4 separate regions of the Drosophila melanogaster genome follow, and all the other regions are linked to region 4. A link is a contact called in public Hi-C and targeted proximity ligation data. All regions are on one chromosome and are shown on one strand. The core of a region is the stretch at or near the end of the contact, and the rest is flanking DNA. Distances in the headings are between cores, read along the strand shown.

Region 1 (2,771 bases), core at 184-2,683, 150 kb before region 4:
GCTTGCCACCCTTCCACTTGCAGGCGCAAACCGTTTGGCAGGTGCTCTGCTGCTGGGCGGGGGGATCCAAGTCGGAGTGGGTGGGCGGAAAGTGCTGGCTGGGGGGCATGTAGCCATCCTCAGTCATCGGCTGGCTGTCCGCTATGGAGTACACCTCGTTCTGGGACGAGGGGGCGGGCCTGTAGCCTCCAGGGCCCGATGACGATGCTCCTCCATTGGCATACAGATGCAGCTGATTGTAGCGAGTGCCCAGGATCATTCCAGGCAGCAGGGTGAGGACCAGGAAAACTGCTTCCCTGATATGCATTTTCCTGGATTTTTCTTTAAGTCTTCTAGTTGAGCGTTCTAGGCCAAAGCCCAGTGTTTATTTGCGATTAGCAATATCATGGGGGTTTCAGTTGTTTTAGTTATGATATGATGAGTTAACGATTTTCACACGAATACATCGGTCTTTTTGTAAGTTTTTTAATTTGTTTATGATATTTTATTCTTTTATCTGAGTTAGTTTCTGATTTAAACTAGTTGATGTGTCCTGTGTTGATATGGAAACGTTTCCAGTTCTCGTTTAAATTTATATAGATTTTGCATTACTTTTTGCGTAACTCAAGGATATGTTTCGTTGGGTTGACCTTTTGCTCTTACTTTCGTGCGATTGTATCCTTCGTTTTTCTGCGCCCCTCTTTTAATTATGATATGGAAACTTCCTTATGGGTCAAGCGGAAAATTGATTAATTGCCGCCTTGGCTTCACTTGTTGTTGCTGCGGTTTTCGCCAAGATTTTCATGTTTTGCCGTAATTAGCGCTCGCCCAGACCCAATGTTATTTATAGGGCTAGCTCCCGCACACACACGCGCGCTCTCTCACTCGCACACACACACACACTGGCACACTCGTTTGGATGATAATCGTTTTTATTTTTCGGCCAACGAAATTCGTATTTCCCTGGCTGTTTTTTCTATTATTCTTTTTCTACGCAATTTTCCTTCAGCTATTCTGGATTTTTTCCTCTTCACGTGCTGCTCATACATGTGTATATATAATATGTATGTATATTTTCTTATTTCTTTTTTTTTTAATGGTTGGTTTGTTTTGTTGCTTCGGTTAGCACATTTTGCCACGCAAAGCTTTAATTCGCATCGCGTTTTTTCGTCGTTTTCGGTTTCGTTTTCGTTTGCGCTACGAGCGAACCTCGGTCCACGCGAAAGGGGATGGTGTTTGAATTGGATTTTTGGAGCGAGGGCGGCGCGATGAGTTGTGATCTAGGCATTGATTGTGCCCATTGCCATTGCACACACTGGCAATTGTTTTCACTGCACAAAATAACGGTGTGTCCTGGCTAGCGGTACTCTCACACACAGACACACACTCCAGCGGCACTCTTACACACACAACGACAGCGACAGCTACAGCGGGAACGACGCAACCGCTCGGCAGCGTACATCGACTTGAACTGAACTGAGCTTCTTCGATTTCAATCAAAGCCTCCGCAGTCGCTTTGCCACTCGGCCGCCGCCGAAGTAACTTCGGTTGCTCTTCTGCCGCTCGGCTCGCGAGCGGACAAAACGGAGAAAGCAGACAGAGAGAATGGTCGTGTGTTGCCGCAACCGTTTCGCAACATTCGCATGCAACATGTGGGGACTGCCGAATCGGTTGAAAGGATTATATTACACACGCCTCCGTTGTAAAAATCTCGAATTGGCTTCGCGCAGTATAAACAAGGATTTATGCGGTATAAATAAACATCCGTGGGCCGATCGCATGACATCATTAAATCGCATTTAATTGGCCCGACCTGTTTTGTTGTACTTTATAATAATATTAGCTGTGGTTGCGGTAATAATAAGGAATTCCTTGAAGTAGAAAATTTATGAAGAATGCAGACTTTGATTAAACGTACAAAGGCCCAACTCTTATCCGCCAAGAACACAATTTATATTGTGGCCTCGTCGAGCTTAAAATACTTGGAAATGCAATTGTTTTTTTGTTTTTAAGCATTTTGACAGCTAAGTCATAAATAACATTAATTTACCACCATATAGAATTCTAATCAGCTTTCGAAATTCTTTATTTTCCCAAAGAAGATACCTTTCCGACTAACTAACACGTCTTGAAAATGTTTTACAAATTTGTGGAGTCTGTTTACAGTGTTTGAATGTACTTTGGGTGTTCCTAACTCGCCATTCCCATTCCTTATTCCCATTCATCGAGGCCCCCGCTTCACCTCCGCACCTACAGTCAATCAAAAACAAAAACAGACCCAAAAAAGAAGTCAAATTAAAAGAAAGCAGTACACGAAAAGAAAATAATAGCAACTTGCTAAAATTAATGATACTTCAAGTTCCTTCCATCATATTCGTAAAAATAGGTTTCGCTTATTTTAAATAAATAAATAATTTAATAAATGTATTATAAATTTTAGTTTGTATTATAATATCATACATACCACATTTATTACACATTTGTAACAATATATATATGTCTTTTCATGCTTGAATATTCCATTGACTTAATTTAAAAGTTGTGAGTTGAAATCACAGTTTACCATACATTTTTTCAGTGCTAAACAACAAAAAGAACTGCTAAGCTTGCAGCCGGCAAGACGAATGAGTAGCTGAAAAAAGGCGACTTCGCTTCGCTTGTCTTTTCTTTGCCTGGCTTTGCCAGTCGAGTGCGGCGTAATTTCAGTCTTGACCGAATGAGTCACTTCCGCCAGATACGAGATACTGAAGCTAAACTGAATGAATTGGCTGGAGCTGCATGGTGTGCAGTGC
Region 2 (3,022 bases), core at 184-2,683, 250 kb before region 4:
GCTGCGGGAACAGGTTTCGCCGTTAATTATATCGAACTGAAAATACTCGTTTCAGATGTGTTAGAATTTTATCTAAAGTCAAATGGCTTAAAACACATGCGTGTACGGGGCAAACAAGTTTTTGGCGCCCATAAAATGTGACTAGCCCAATACCTTTTATGAGCTCCGTTCAAGATTCGCTTAAAGTTTCTCATTCCTTCTTTTTAGTTGTGTGTATCTCTGTGTAAATTAGTTCTTCTTCGAGGCGGGGAAACACGTTTTAGTCGCTCATTTGTCATTGGCATTGTACAATCTCGCTGGACTATAAACTATCGTTTCAAGTGGGCGCGATTAGACCTTCCTCCAAGTGGCCCTGGACATGTAAACACTTAACTGCCGTAGCGCACAATAACGACGGCTAGATTACAAAACTTCGTACTAACTACCCGCTCAACCCTCTTTTTGTTTCAATACGATAGATAGTTTGTCAAATAATAGTGTGCATAGGAATTAAACTGATTTGTTTGGATAATTGATTTTTTGCCTTTGTTTTGACGAATTATCCAATAGTTAAGTGCAAAATACTAATTAATAACCATTAAAAGATTGGAAATTTGAATATACAAAAAGTGTGCACAAACTATAGTTAACTTACGGAATTAATTAAAAAATTTAGAGCAATTGATTCAATTTTAAATACAAGTAATTCGGATATGTTTTCAATATTCGTAATTGGTTTTTAAAGTCTTGTCGAAGATTCGTTAGGATGGGTTTTTCTGTCCTATGACGTGTTCCATTCGCGTGCGTTTGTTCGCCTTATCGCGGGTTCACTGTACCACCCCGAGCGATTACGCGCAATCGACGTCGACGTGAGATGTTTATCAGGTTGACATGGTTCCGCGCTCGCAGAGATTACTGTGCACACACAAGTGCTAAGTAGACCATAAACCCAGAGTCATGCCTACTACTAGCTGGCTGTAATCTCCGGTTAGATTCTCCGCGCCACCGGCAGCGATTGCTGTGCCATGTGAAGCTCCGGCTGTTGCAATGGACGCCACTTACCTGCGGTCGGCTGGACAATCAGCGAGTCTCGCGGCGGCGGTTTCTGCTGCGGGCCGCTGCCCTCCGGATCGGCGCCTCCAAAGTACTGGTTAATATTGTCCTCAAACTCGTTCTGCATTTAGAAAATGAAAAAAAAAAAAAACAAGTTCATCTTTAGTGGCGCAGATAGTTCCTCACATCGAATTTCTCAAGTTTTGCTTACCCGCACAAAGCGCAGGTTCTGGTCGCGAAAATTGTCGTTGCCCTCAATGAAATTGGAACGACGCGACATTTTGCTGCACGATTTCAATTGCCAGTTACGAGTTAATCCAATGCAAATGCTATTTTTGCGCTGAGCGACGAGCGAAAAACGCAAATTTTATTTGCCAGAATGGAGCTGTCAACTCGATTGAAATGAAAACTAATGTGACAGTGTGAACGCCGGTGGAAAAACATTTAATGCCATGCGATAGGCTAAAAATACTAGATAGGCGTTTTCCCTGTACAGGGTGCTCATTAATAAAAAGTAAATGACAAGAATTTTCGAGAATAATTGCTATGAATTTCTATATGAAACTTTAAAAGCTTAATCCAAATTTAAGAAATTCATTTGTATTTTTGCTGTTGCAAATGCAATTGATTTCTACTTGCTTCTACTAAGTTTTCCAAGCAAATGTATTTTAATAATTTATGTACAAAAATTACAAGTTTCACTTAAATCAATATAAACAATTAAAATAACACGCAGTGCAGAATTATACACTCATTTTCCATCCGACACCCACTGTGCCCGCGAAATACCAGAAAAATACTAGCAATCAACTTCCCACTGTCACGATTAGCGGTTGTTGTAGTTGTGCGGCTTGGGAAGGAACAGCTGTTGGCCCGAAAATATAGATCCGTTTATTTCCTTGCCGCTTTACAGTTACCACATCGCCCGATATAGCATACGCATATAGCCCAATTGCACGTGGAGGAGGTTGCCGAGCAGTCGAGTAACCATGGCGGATGACACTAGTTCGCCGATGGACAGATTCTGCGGATCCACGTTCTGGGTGAGTGCATCAGCAGTGGTGTTCAATCCGAATGCATAGTGTAAATGTATGGTTTCCGTGTGTCCAACGAACAGAACGCAACAGAGACATGGTATACCAACGATCCGGACTTTACGCCCTGCTTTGAGCAAACGGCGCTGGTCTGGACACCCTGCGCCTTCTACTGGGCGTTCGTGATCTTTGACTTTTACTACCTGAAGGCGAGTTTGGACAGGAATATACCGTGGAACAAGCTGAACGTGAGCAAAGCTCTGGTGAATCTGGGTCTGCTGGTAATCACTGCCCTGGACCTAATTATGGCGCTGGTCAAGAAGGGCGGCGACTCTGAGCTGCCGCTCTACGACCTGGATGTTTGGGGTCCCATCATCAAGTTCGCCACCTTCCTGTTGCTCTTCATATTCATCCCGCTGAATCGAAAGTATGGCGTGCAGACCACGGGATGTCAGTTCATCTTCTGGTTCCTGCTCACTGTGCTGTCGATTCCCCGCTGCCGCACTGAAGTTCGACTGGACGCGGAGCGCCAGAAGATTCTGAATTCGCAACAGCCATCCGAGCAGGACTTTTCCTGGGAGGAGTATCAGTTCGTTAGCTTCTTTATCTTCTTCACCTTCACCAGCATTATGCTGATCCTGAACTGCTTCGCGGACGGAATGCCCAGACAAACCAAGTACCAGAGGGGTGAGAACGAGATTCCCGAACTGTCAGCCAGTTTCCTTTCCCGCATCACCTATCAGTGGTTCGACAAAATGGCCCTCAAGGGCTATCGCAACCCGCTGGAGGAGAAGGATCTGTGGGACCTGAGGCCGCAGGACAGCTGCTCCGAGGTCATGCCCATCTTCGCCCACCACTGGAACCAGAACGTGCGCAAGAACTACAAGAACAAGGCGCGCGTAGAACCCAAGGCGCAGTTTAGCAATGGCAACGTGACCTTTGAGAATCCCCACGGT
Region 3 (3,123 bases), core at 96-2,595, 190 kb after region 4:
ATTTAAATAATCTGCTCCGAAGTGTGGTATATGGGATCTCCACGGATGTGTGGTCCGCGGTGTGCATTCACTACAACTACAATCAATTCTTACATACCGTATCGAAGGGGCTGAGACCCATGAAGGTAAATGCGGCCGCTCGTCCAGCTCCGCCGCAGGTCTCGCAGCTCTCGTGCGCTTCCTTGGGACCGCCATCGCCGTTACACTTGGAGCACAGCTTCTGGCGATTGTACTCCACCTTCTTCTTCATGCCGCCGACGTAGATCTCCTCCAGGGTCAGCTCCACTTTTACCACGACTTTGCCATTGCGCCTGCCCCGACCTTCGGACGAGACTCGATCGAAGGGGAACCACTGGGCGAAGAATTCGGAGGCATCAGAGAATCCCTCGGCGCCCTCTTGCAGGCCCTTCAATCCATATCGGTCGTAGATGCGCCGCTTCTCGGGATCGGACAGCACTTCGTAGGCGAAGGATATTTCTTTAAACTTGTCGCCCGCATCGGGATTCTTGTCTGGATGGAACTCTTTTGCCAATTTTCGGTAGTTCTATTGGTGAAAAGGTGAATACAAACTATTTACCAACATATCGAATTGGAACTGTTACATACCTTTTTTATTTCCTCATCAGTTGCATCCGGAGCCACTTTAAGAACGTCGTATAAATTTAGGTTGTCCATTTCCTATTGCATCCCCAGTCCCCCTACAAACTAAAATATTTTGTACATTGTAAGTGTACGACTTATTAAATTATTTAACAATGTATTTATGACAATATTTTCAAGTCATATTGGCTAACAAGTATGCCCAAGTTCTACCAAAAACCTATAATTTTGGGGAAAGTACCAAATAAATACTTAAAATCGCAGCTTTTTTGGGGAACAGTAGACACTTGCTGGAACGTTCTGGAAATCTGTTTACACATTTTTGTATTTAACAGCTTGATGGAAGTTTTTGGACATATGAACTGCATATTATCAATACATCAATTTATAATACTACTATGAAATGTGTAAATATTGGACAAAAAAATTATTTTTACTTAATTGTTTAAATATCGAGTAAATTTGATAAGTAAAAGAGTGCTAAAATTAAAGTTCGAAGCATAATTTAAAATTAATTTTACTAACTTTTTGACAAATTATTGATATATTTTAAACAGTTTTTAAAGAAATGGATTAAATTAGATATGACATAAGGCAGTGGCCACTGTAGCAACACGTAATCACCCTCAAAAATCCCAAAAAATACTAAAAACATACCGTGATGAGTCATGCTGGCGGCACTTTCCATGCAGAAACGCGTTAGCACTTTCCACACGACGTGTCAGGGTCCCACCCGAATCACGTCTGCCAGCCCACATACACACACAGGCGCAGCTACGTGTGCCATCTTGCTTTTTTCATCGGAAAATTTTCCAGAAACTACGCTCGAAAATTACGAAAAAATCGCAACCAAATGGTGTCGAAATTTTTTTAAAATTTAAGTTTCGTGCATATACGTGAAATAAAGTCGGGTTGGTTGAAAAAATCGCGGCCAAACGATCGCTGGAGAATTTTTTCAATCAAGCCAAATGGGTGCGAAGCTGACGACGTAAAAATTTTTGTGTGTACCAACGAAAGAGCGGAGAAAACGGACGAGGCGAGAGCGCAAAGCGGAGAGACCGAGGAAACACTCGCGCAAGAAGAAGAAGAGCCAGCAACAGCACCAACTACGAGAGTTTTCTCTCCGTGAGTCTGTGTGTGTGCGCGTGTGCGCGCGCTTGGGTTCGGAAAAAATGATGGAAAATTACGAGGAAATTCGCCTGGGCCACATTAGGTCTAAAGATCTGGGCAACCAGGTGCCAGACACTACGCAATTCTATCCGCCAACTAAGTTTGATTTTGGCGCGGAAATTCTGGCCTCAACGTCAACAGAGGCAGAGGCAGAGGCAGAAGCAACAGCAACAACCACAGAACCAGCAACAAGCGAACTTGCTGGCAAAGCAAATGGTGAAATCAAAACAAAAACATTGGCTGCCAGGGAAGAACAAGAGATTGGCGCCAATTTGGAGCATAAAACCAAAAATCCCACAAAGTCAATGGGCGAGGATGAAGATGACGAGGAGGAGGAGGAAGAGGACGATGAGGAGGAGGAGGAGGACGACGAGGAGGGAATCACCGGAACGAGCAACGAGGATGAGGACTCCAGCTCAAATTGCTCCTCATCCGTGGAACCCGACTGGAAGCTGCGCTGGTTGCAACGAGAATTTTACACAGGTCGTGTGCCGCGCCAGGTTATTGCCAGCATTATGCCGCATTTCGCCACCGGCCTGGCGGGCGACACCGACGACTCCGTGCTGTGGGACTATTTGGCCCACCTGTTGAACGAGCCGAAGCGGCGCAACAAGCTGGCCTCAGTGAACACCTTCGACGATGTCATCAGTTTGGTCAAGAAATCACAGAAGATCATTGTGCTAACGGGAGCCGGAGTATCCGTCTCCTGCGGCATTCCGGACTTCCGGTCCACCAATGGCATATATGCGCGATTGGCCCATGATTTTCCCGATCTGCCCGATCCGCAGGCCATGTTTGATATCAACTACTTCAAGAGGGATCCACGACCGTTCTACAAGTTTGCCCGCGAGATATATCCCGGCGAGTTTCAGCCCTCACCCTGCCATCGTTTCATCAAAATGCTGGAGACCAAGGGCAAACTGTTGCGCAACTACACACAGAACATCGACACCCTCGAGCGGGTGGCAGGCATTCAGCGAGTAATCGAGTGTCACGGCTCCTTTTCAACGGCCTCGTGCACCAAGTGTCGTTTCAAGTGCAACGCTGACGCCCTGCGGGCGGACATATTTGCCCAGCGAATTCCGGTGTGCCCGCAGTGCCAGCCCAATAAGGAGCAGAGCGTGGATGCCTCGGTGGCCGTTACTGAGGAGGAGCTGCGCCAACTGGTCGAGAACGGCATCATGAAGCCGGATATCGTCTTTTTCGGCGAGGGTAGGTGCCATTTTTATACAGATTTATTATATATTATCAATAGCCTTGGTAAAATAAATGCAAGAATTTCAAATTCGACGATCAAAAGAAGTGTTTATTTAAGAGATAAACTATTGAAAATACAAAGTAACGCTATTTACC
Region 4 (3,010 bases), core at 203-2,702:
TCGCAGGCAGATCCTCATGCCACATGCACTGCTGCCTTATTATGCAAATGCTGCGACTCGAGATGCGCTCTCGCTGCCTGCCAACGTCATCGATTTATAAGTTATGCAAAGAGCGGGAGCCAGAACTCACACACCTACCCTCTGCCCCTGGCGTGTCCTTCGTATCCTTCGCATCTCGGGAACATAGAGGCTTTCGCTGTTCGACTTCTATGTTAGCATGGCTTTGCGTTGTAGTTGCCACTTTTGCTGACTGCAATCCGAAAATTTAGCTAAATCAAGCTGAGTGCAGCGACACTGAAAAAAAAACTAGCATGGACTCAAGAACTAAAATATTTAAATGAGGTTTTCTAGCCATATTATGATTTAAAAGAAGTACAATTATGTTGTTACACTCACATGTAAAATATCTAAGATAATAATATAATAAAAAACAAATTAAATGGTTAAGTTATATAAACATTAAACTTCTTATAAACATATAGTTTGGTTATGCGAATTTCTCAATATTTTCAATTAGCACATTCGTTTTCCTCTTTAAATAAGGAGAATCCACTTAAAGAAATCTGATAATCGCTGCATATTGTGCTATTTATTTTATGTTAAAAAAGTATATTCGCAAGAGCATAAAAACAATCTGATCGGGTTAATCTTAACTTTTTCGCTGCTCCATTCTCATTGATTACTACAGCACAAAAAAAAAGTGGGGAAAGCGTGGAATCCTAACTAGAAGAACGGAAGATAGAATAATGGATAAAAAACAAAGGGGCAGGGCAGCAAAAACTTAAATCATTGGCAAATACCTTTTTACGATGCGGATTTTAATCAAAGTTTTTGCCACCGCTGTCAGTTTCTTTTTTTTACTTAAAATGGTAATAAAAAAAAAAGGGGAAACGACGATAAATAAACATTTTAAAATAATTGCTAACGGCGTGTTGTTGCGCTTTAGTGAACTTATTAGTCTACCCTCGCACCGGCCAATTTCCACAATTGATTAGTTTAAAATTGCATTTTTTGGACATTTAAATGGGAATCTAATTGATTGCCATTTTTATTGAGAGCACTTAACACTATACAATGGCAGGTTTTGTATTTAAGCTATATATTCCTCGTTTATACAGTGTCAAATTAATTATTGATTTTATAAGCAGCTAAGAAAATGATTGTTTAATTTGGACCGATTGATCATCGAGGACTTAAAATGGACTTAAAATAATTGGATATTAGCAACTTTGAAAAGATCCCGTTTACTCCCAAAACTTCAGAATCAACCCACGAACTTCTTTAAGCCAGTGTGACCCCACCCGCTCTTTAGCTCTCTTTCGCTCCATCTCGCTTCCGCACATCGATTGGCGAAAGCTTCGCTCGCACTCGATATCAGCTCACAACTTCGCTTGCAAGCTCGCCGCGGAAAGCTCGCGATCACACGGGTCGAAATCGAAATCGAATCGCGGTAGAGAGCTTTTCGAAGTGCGAGCGTCGACGTTTTATTTCTGCGGCTCAGTCGGTTTTAGTTCGTTCTGTTGGAGAAAAGCAGCAATCACACGTTCGCAAGGTGAACGCGAAGACACAGCAAAGTAAGCCCTTCCCCCCCACCAACACACACACCCACCCAAAGCAAATAAGTAACAATAAATAATGGAATGGCTGGAAGACGGTTCTGGGCGATTTAAACAATTAGCGAAAGAAAGCGGCATTGAAATCCGTCTTGAATTCGCCCCGAAAAAGTGACGAAGCAGCGATCAAAGCGCAGAGCGAAAACACGCACACAGACTGCAAGTGTGTTAGATAATAAGTGCAGCACAAGTCCACACTTGAGTAAAATAATCCCTAAAAAAGCCGAATATCAATTAGTTTTCCAAGGAGCTTGAAAAAGTGCGGTATGAAAACGTGAAAATTTGCGCGTGGAAAATTATTTTGCCTTGTCAGCTGACCCCCTTCCCCGTGTTCGCTCCATCCCTGTCGCACCGCGGGTCTTGTGATCGCCGCCGCTCTTGCGCTCGCTTGCTCTCCCATTTCGAAACTCGAAACAGAAGTGGGAGTTATTCGTATTCCGATAATGAAAAACCAATATGGAGAACGAGCGACGTAAAAAAGGCGGCCCAAAGATTTTTACCATTTCCCTTACCCACTTTTTTTTCATTTGTCAGCTGACGGCAATGACAGTAGTCTTGTGATCAACGTCAAAAGCAATTGTCAAATATTCGAACTCGAATGGAGAGCGAGAGAGCCAGAGCGGAGAGTTGCTCTCCCACTCCACCCTCTCTTGTTTTTCTTTGCTGATAATTATGAAAACCCGCATATTTTGAAAAACATGCATTTCAGTTACATTCCTCCGTTGAATTTGTCAACCTGTGGTTGTTTTTTCACAGCTCTTATTTTATTTATTTAGCGATTAGTTTGACAAATTGCTCTCTTCGAACTTTCAAAGCTCTGTCACGTGAAACGAAAGCTCTGCTTTTAAAGTTTTACGCAGCATAATCAAAGAGGGGGAGTTAAAAAAAAAATAATTAAATCAATCGAAATTATTAGCTGCTAACCTACAACTTTATAACCTATAATCGAAAAATTTGGGAGCTGTGGGCTCTACAAAAACTTAACCTGTAAATGTAGCAGATACACCTGCCCCTTGTCAGCTGACAGAGGGCTGAGCAAGAAATTAGTGATAAGAAAATGTTCACCTTTATCTTCGCCCTTTTGCAGCCAGCATTTAACAATTTTCCTCTTCTATTTTCCCTCCATTGCAGTCGAAAAAACAGAATAAAGCAAAATGTCCAACCTTAAGCGTTTCGATGATGAGGAGCGTGAGTCCAAATATGGACGTGTCTTCGCTGTCTCCGGTCCTGGTAAGCACCTAACTATACTGACTAACCATAACTCATGCTATCTAAAAGTTAATAAAAATAAGTTAATAATACCTGTGAACTGGAAACCTTACTTTGATGATTAGTCTAGAACTTACACTTCTGTGTGAAATAATGGCAACTTTAGAAATGTGTCCACCTATTTGTGA

What was found. Hi-C and Micro-C count contacts between places; a contact is called where the count stands out from the background.
Region 1: a contact with region 4 is called in a Hi-C map of the Kc167 cell line, with 7 times the contacts expected there. A contact is called at or near these places in 20 of 107 Hi-C or Micro-C datasets (the Clone 8 cell line, the Kc167 cell line, the ML-DmBG3-c2 cell line and 8 more) and 4 of 7 datasets of targeted methods (the Kc167 cell line and the S2 cell line).
Region 2: a contact with region 4 is called in a targeted proximity ligation map of the Kc167 cell line, with 9 times the contacts expected there. A contact is called at or near these places in 9 of 107 Hi-C or Micro-C datasets (the D17-c3 cell line, the Kc167 cell line, the S2 cell line and 2 more) and 5 of 7 datasets of targeted methods (the Kc167 cell line and the S2 cell line).
Region 3: a contact with region 4 is called in a Hi-C map of the Kc167 cell line, with 2.0 times the contacts expected there. A contact is called at or near these places in 6 of 107 Hi-C or Micro-C datasets (the D17-c3 cell line, the Kc167 cell line, the OSC cell line and 2 more) and 2 of 7 datasets of targeted methods (both in the Kc167 cell line).

The regions. Positions count from the first base shown.
Region 1 is chr2L:12,821,354-12,824,124 of dm6, forward strand. kek1 (kekkon 1) reads right to left here and starts at 1,434. Exons shown (of 1, transcript NM_078835.3): 1 at 1-1,434. The coding sequence starts at 307.
Region 2 is chr2L:12,720,410-12,723,431 of dm6, forward strand. It overlaps Pih1D1 (PIH1 domain containing 1), which reads right to left and starts at 1,434. Exons shown (of 5, transcript NM_135746.5): 1 at 1,244-1,434; 2 at 1,042-1,153. The coding sequence starts at 1,312. It overlaps MRP (Multidrug-Resistance like Protein 1), which reads left to right. Exons shown (of 13, transcript NM_001316390.1): 2 at 1,946-2,075; 3 at 2,150-3,022. The coding sequence starts at 2,022.
Region 3 is chr2L:13,164,219-13,167,341 of dm6, forward strand. Sirt1 (Sirtuin 1) reads left to right here and starts at 1,346. Exons shown (of 2, transcript NM_058003.4): 1 at 1,346-2,982. The coding sequence starts at 1,773. DnaJ-H (DnaJ homolog) reads right to left here and starts at 1,854. Exons shown (of 4, transcript NM_165025.2): 1 at 1,258-1,854; 2 at 607-705; 3 at 98-544. The coding sequence starts at 675.
Region 4 is chr2L:12,972,870-12,975,879 of dm6, forward strand. It overlaps Vha68-2 (Vacuolar H[+] ATPase 68 kDa subunit 2), which reads left to right and starts at 1,453. Exons shown (of 5, transcript NM_001273496.1): 1 at 1,453-1,574; 2 at 2,745-2,843. The coding sequence starts at 2,768.